Linked DNA regions of Gossypium arboreum: region 2 is linked to region 1. Evidence: chromatin contacts called from public Hi-C data. All regions are on one chromosome and are shown on one strand. Each heading gives the region's core, a stretch centred on a gene start, on an enhancer-like site or on the middle of the called end of the contact. The rest is flanking DNA. Distances are from core to core; before and after follow the strand shown. Region 1 holds the start of LOC108452265 (putative cyclin-D6-1). Region 2 holds the start of LOC108484332.

What was found. A called contact is a pair of places that touch in the nucleus more often than the background predicts.
Region 2: a Hi-C map of leaf shows a contact between it and region 1, with 4 times the contacts expected there. The contact joins the promoter of LOC108484332 here to the promoter of LOC108452265 in region 1. A contact is called at or near these places in 2 of 5 Hi-C or Micro-C datasets (both in leaf).

The regions. Positions count from the first base shown.
Region 1 is chr6:38,868,352-38,871,547 of ASM2569848v2, reverse strand. It overlaps LOC108452265 (putative cyclin-D6-1), which reads left to right and starts at 1,529. Exons shown (of 8, transcript XM_053029982.1): 1 at 1,529-1,711; 2 at 1,794-1,880; 3 at 2,139-2,162; 4 at 2,268-2,354; 5 at 2,435-2,530; 6 at 2,605-2,806; 7 at 2,892-3,022; 8 at 3,113-3,196. The coding sequence starts at 2,322.
Region 2 is chr6:39,480,242-39,483,437 of ASM2569848v2, reverse strand. It overlaps LOC108484332, which reads left to right and starts at 1,496. Exons shown (of 3, transcript XM_017788079.2): 1 at 1,496-1,672. The coding sequence starts at 1,572.

The DNA.
Region 1 (3,196 bases), core at 280-2,779:
TTAGTAAATTTACTAGTAATTCCTTCCTACCTTCTTATATTACCTTTTGCACAGTTTTGAGTCAAGAAATGTGACGCAATGATATCTTTGTTTTCTATGAAAGAAAATGGCTCATAAATAACAAATGAAAGTGAATACCTTTTTTCTTATACAAGTTAGGAGAATAGAGTTTATAAGTAGGGAAGTAAAACACAATTTGATTAGAAAAAAATTAAAAAAAATTTGAATTTCGAGTTAATCGAATTGAGTTATTCAATTTTTTTTCGAGTCTACATGAATAAATAATTCGATGTTCGAGTTCGAGTTGAGTTAAATTTTACCATTCTTAAATTTTACCATTCAAATAACTCGAATAATTTGAATAACAAATTGATGTAAACAGTCTTTGTTAGTTTTTGAAAATGAGCAAATAGGCCTTTTTACCAAAAATTACAAAAAAATTAAATAAATTTTAAAATTCTAAATATTTATAAAAATTGCAAAATGTATATTTTTCAACAATTATAAAAATCTAAAGAATATATAAAGAAAGTTAAAAATTTTAAAATTTTCTAAAATAATAAGTTTGGGACCTAAATAAGTTAATTAATGATTCAAGCATACTAAAATAACTTTTTTTCTCTTATTTTTCTTTGAAATTTTTTAAATATATTGATTTCAAATTTATTTACTCTAACATGGAATTAGTTATATTGTATTGAGATTTTAATTCAAAATGTTTAATTTTTAATTTAACTTGAACAATTTCACTTGATTCGATTAGAAAAAAATTCAAATTGAGTTAGGATAAAAAAAAAGGACCCGCCAACTCAATTTTTTTTACTCAATTCGATCAAACACTCACTCTTATTTATAAGCACAAGTTGAAATAGTAAATTTTATCTCAATCAACTTGAAATTTACTATCCAACCATTGAATATTCGATTTTTTGTTTAATCAATTTATACAATTATTTAAAAACAATTATATCTAATAAATATTTGAAACTCAATATTTACCTCAGATAGGTTATTTTTAGAAAATTAAAAATTAAATAGGTAAGGAAGAGAAGGTGAGGTTTGTTAAAGAAAATGAAAGAAATTAAATAAAAAAACGTACCCGAAGTCAATCTACCTAAATTTGACTTGGAGAAAAGAAACCTTGGGTTTTAAGACATTGAAAATTGGATTATTGTCCTGCTCACTTTAGTAGAGAATTTTTTTCTAGAATGACATGGCAAAATAATAAAATAATTAAAATAATTATATATATGATAAAATCCTAAAAAAAATTTATGATTTTTTTTATTCTTATTAATATTAGATGAACTATTTATTCTTAAAAACTTGTTATAAAAGGGAAAAGAAAAACAAGAAAGGAGTTTGTGGAATGTGATTAAATTAAAGAGGGTCTTATTCCATGATCAAAAGCAAAATTAAAAAAGGAAAAGTAATTTCTTTTAAAGAAGGAAAAAAAATAAATAATAGTTTGTTGGATATTAAGCGGTGAATTATTTAAGCGGCACCTTCTTTAAAATGGACCGGCGCTTATCGCGGAACGAAGAAAAGGAAATATACTGCGCCAAACTGTCTTCTTTCTTTCTACTGCTTTGTGAGCTCTGCTTGGGACCACTTTTCTCCTTTTGCTTTGCATACTAAACTATATACATACATGTGTTCAAAGAAGAATGGCACTTTTATCCATTTCTCCAACAATATTAGCTTTTCAAAAGTATAACCTTCTACCTTCAAATTAGATTATTATTATTATAAATATCATGTTCATGATACTAATTCAGTTTCTCGAAATGTAGCAATGGCATATTCTAATTAAAGTTAAACAAGGCAGCTTTGTGAGACCCAGAAACAAAAGTCACAAGTGAAGTTGAAGATCCAACTTGGTTTTTTCAGCTCTCTTCTTCTCTTTTTCAACATTATTATAACTCTATTCTTTTGCAAACTCACTCTCACTCTCTCCCCATTCTTCTCTTAAGAAAAAAATTATGGATTGCTTTGATCTTGAGAACCCATTCACCAGCTTGGACAATCAAGAATCTGATATAATCTCAGCTCTCTTCTCTTCAGAATCTGATCACATGCCTTCCCACAACTACTTTCTAAGTTTAAAGAGCAATGACTTGTTTGTTTCTTTTCGACAGGAAGCCATTTCTCTCATTTTGAGGGTACCCATATCTATTTTCACTATTCACTACTGTTCTTTTCCTTCCATTTCATTTTAATACATGGTTTACTGTTCTTGTCTTTTATAACTTGTTTTAATTGGTCAGGCACAGTATTCATGTAACATTGATCCTTACACAACATACCTGGCTACTAACTACATGGACCGGTTCGTCTCCAGGCAAGAAATTCCTGTATGTAGGCAAGATGAAGAGTGTTGTTTTCTTGGTAACCAAACAAAGTATTTTTTATAACAACTTGAATACTTTAACAGCAAGGTAATCCATGGGTGTTGAGGCTTCTTGTGATCGCTACCATTTCTTTGGCTTCAAAGATGAAGGAACAACACTTCTCTTCCTCCAATTTCCAGGTTAATTAAACATCTCATCTTAATTTGAAATTTTTTTTTTTACCTTCATGCAAAGACTAATACAAATGAAACAGAGAGACGAAGGGCTCATCTTTGATGCCCCCGCAATTCAACGAATGGAGCTTCTGATACTTGATGCCTTGAATTGGAGAATGAGATCAGTAACACCCTTGTCGTTTATCTGCTTCTTCATATCTTTGTTTGAACTTAAAGATCCACCTTTGAGACAAGCATTGAAAGATAGAGCAACAAACATAATCTTCCAAGCTTGTAATGGTAATTAAACAGAACATAGTAACATGTCCGTTATGTCTTTTATCGGAAAACAGCTTGAACATGTCTGTTATGTTATTTGTTGCAGAAATCAAACTGCTAGAGTTCAAACCATCAATAATTGCAGCATCAGCTCTTCTTATGGCATCCCATGAGCTATTCCCTTTGCAGTTTCCATCTTTTGAAACCTCGATTTTGAGCTATCGACATGTTAATAAAGTAAGGAACTGGAACTATAAAACATTATTGAAGGTCATTTTCTTTTCAATTACTTTAGGTTAATGAATTAAATGAATATAATTTTGACAGGAGAATCAGTTGAAATGCTTTAATGCAATGCAAGAGATGGTGGCTAATGAAACTAGCGATTCAATTATTGAAACGGTGTCAAGC
Region 2 (3,196 bases), core at 247-2,746, 610 kb before region 1:
TGATTTACAAAAATGCCAAACAATGAAACCTAAAACCTCGACCTTCCCTCTTTTAAAGAGAAACACCTGAAGCCGTTTGCGTACAGAAATGAACCAACGATCCAAATACAAGCATAGAAAAATGCTTCGTCTCTCAATAGCCGAATGTGCATGCCCAATGCCTGGATTTACACGAGGCAAGGCAGCTGTCATACACTATTTCCCCACAGTGTGCCAGGCAAGCTGCGTTTGAAATGGACCTAAGGCCCGCCACTTTATAACGTCTCTTAAGCCATTAAGGGGGGACTGAATTGTTAGGACTTAGGAACTAATAGCTTGAATGACTGATAGGATCAGGACCTTCGACCTAAAAGAAGAATGTTCGCCTACAGGCACAATCAACTGAGGACCTTACAGGAATGCAAGATATTCGCAGAGATAGCTCGCATGGAAAGGCTCACGTAAGCTTCACACAAACAAGGTCGCAAAAAGGAGCTCACGTAAACCTCGCAGGGACGAGGTCACGAGCTATGTCTGTGAAGAAGACCCCCACCCTCGTGACTAACAGGTACGAGGTTCACTGGGGGAGTCAGTCCCAGGGTTAGAAAGGACCGTGTACTCTACAGGCAAGAGTTCAATAAGCTAGAGGAGGCATAGAAAATATCTGCACCAAGGACATAGAATGTCAATGCCCTTGGCCCAAAAGCCAAGACAAGATAGTGGACCCTATTGTGAAGTGTAACAGTAGCGGTAGGAATTATGTATAAATACCGTATGTGTTTTCCTTAATACAACATGATCAAATATTACTCAACAAGTTGTAATAAGATAAGTACTAAAATAGTTCATTATTTAATATATAAAAATGTTGAATAAGTAAAAAAGTGTTAATTTATGAAATATTTTATATTTAATGAAAGGAAAATGCTTGATAACTCTACACATTTCTCTTTTCACGAGTGGGTAAAATATTTTGGATATTTTTATGAATATAGTATTATTTTTAAAGAATAATATATTTACCAAATATTTTGTATTTGTAAAATTATAAGGTACATTTTATAAAAAATTTTTATATTTACGAAATAAAATTAATTCAAAAAATTTACATGAAAATACTTTATAAAATATTTCACGAAATAAAATAATTTACAAAATAAATTCCGAGTAAAATTTGGCATGTAATTTTACAAGAACAATATTTTAAAAATTTTACAATTCTTTTTTATAATTGTCACAACTCTCGTATTACCAAGCTAATGTAAAATCATCTTGAAATTATCCCAATTATAATAATATCATATTAGAAGCTGAAGATGATTTTGTACATTGGAACCTGAAAAATAAGGTTACCACTTACCAACCAAACACTCCCTGACAATTTATTCCATGCAACTTTTTCAGCGACGTCCATATATAAAAATAAAATAATACACGATTGGGCAGTAAAGAAACACAAGACGAAAGTCCGTAAGGATAGCATTAACTCAGGGACAAAAAGGGGGCTAACTCGTGGCCACGTTGCTGCTACTATCTGACAGTAACAGCCGGGCCCCACAGCAGCATGTCGTTGCCTTGCCCGCTGCCCCTACATGTTCCAATCCCCGCACTTTCAACTCCGTTCTGTGGAAAAAGATAGAAGACAAGTTATCGCTGCCGGCCCACACCTACTTCCTCAATTCATTTATCACTGGTAAGTATGTTTGGTCTTCCTTTTTGATTGGTTTTGGGTATTTGATCTTCTGCCATTTCATCATAATATAAATTCAAGTTTGATCCTTGAGGATAGATGGAGATGAGTATACTTTGTTTTATGTTTCCAGATGGTATTAGATTTGATTGGTAGTGACGTTTTTGGGGTGGAAAAAGAAAGATGATATATATCGTGAATTGATGTTGTTTTCGTCTTTTTATTCTTTTCTCGCCGTGATTTAACAGTCACGAATCTCTTGCTATTTGCCTGGAAAAAAGTAAAGGTTTTGGCGATTAGATTTAGTGTCTGATTTCACGGCTTTCTAGCTGAGAACCCTTTCTTACCGGGTCCAGCCATACCTCGGCCGACTGGGTTTCACCTTCTATTTATGATTCTCGGGAATCTGTGTCATCATCATCGGTCGATAAGGTTGGTCTAAAAGAGAAAAATAAATTCAACATAAAACAATTTTTCTTTCAACTCATTTATTTTAAAAAATTTTAGATGATTACTTATCTTAATCCATAAAATTATACATCCTTAATGCATCACATGTTAACTCTTTATAAAAAGTTTATTGGACAATATTATACAATTTTAGTGTAGTTTTAGGCATGACAAATAATGTTTGAGAGTTGATAGGTGTTATATAAAATTATAGTAAAATATTTAAAATTAGTTATTTAGAAAAAAGTATGTAAATTTTTGTGAAAAAAGAGAGTATATTGTCAATATATCAAATACTTACTCAAAATTTATATATAATGAATACTGTTGAGTATTTGATATATAACAGCGTACTTTTTTAACTCTACAAATAATATTATAAATTTTCCGCATGTCTTAATTTTTTATATAATTTTTAATTTTACTATACTTTATATAGGCCCAATTTTATTTATGAAAGTTTTAAATTTTACTAGTAGTATCGAAATTTTTAATTTTTAATTTTATATATTATCTATGTATGAAATTATGATACAACTATTTAAAATGAACATAAGTAGATTTATTTGTAAAAACTTTAAATGATATGTTAAATTTTAGTTTATTGATAATGCATAAAAATATTGTGTAAATTATTAACATTTTAGCAAAGGGTTTATATTTGATTGATTATAATATATAATTTTATACATTACCTTGATCATACATGCAAGGTTTTATTTTATTTTATATATTGAAGAAAACCAATTAATTACTTGTCTAAATCTTGAGCAACAAATATTGCAAGTGGATGGTTTTTAATCAAAATTAACGTCATGGTTAGCTACTATTAGCAACTACCTCATAACTATTTGAATTACTATCTTGAATATATTAAATATTAACTCTTTAGTAAAAGATTTATATCTATTTATATTTAATAAAATTAACTGTATATAATTTTATAATTAATGAAATTATAAAACAATTATTTGAAACGCAATAAAGTGAATTTAATTTTAAAAACCTTAAATGGTATATCATCTAATTTATTAAAATTCATAAAATTATATACAATTAATGTATTAAATATTAACA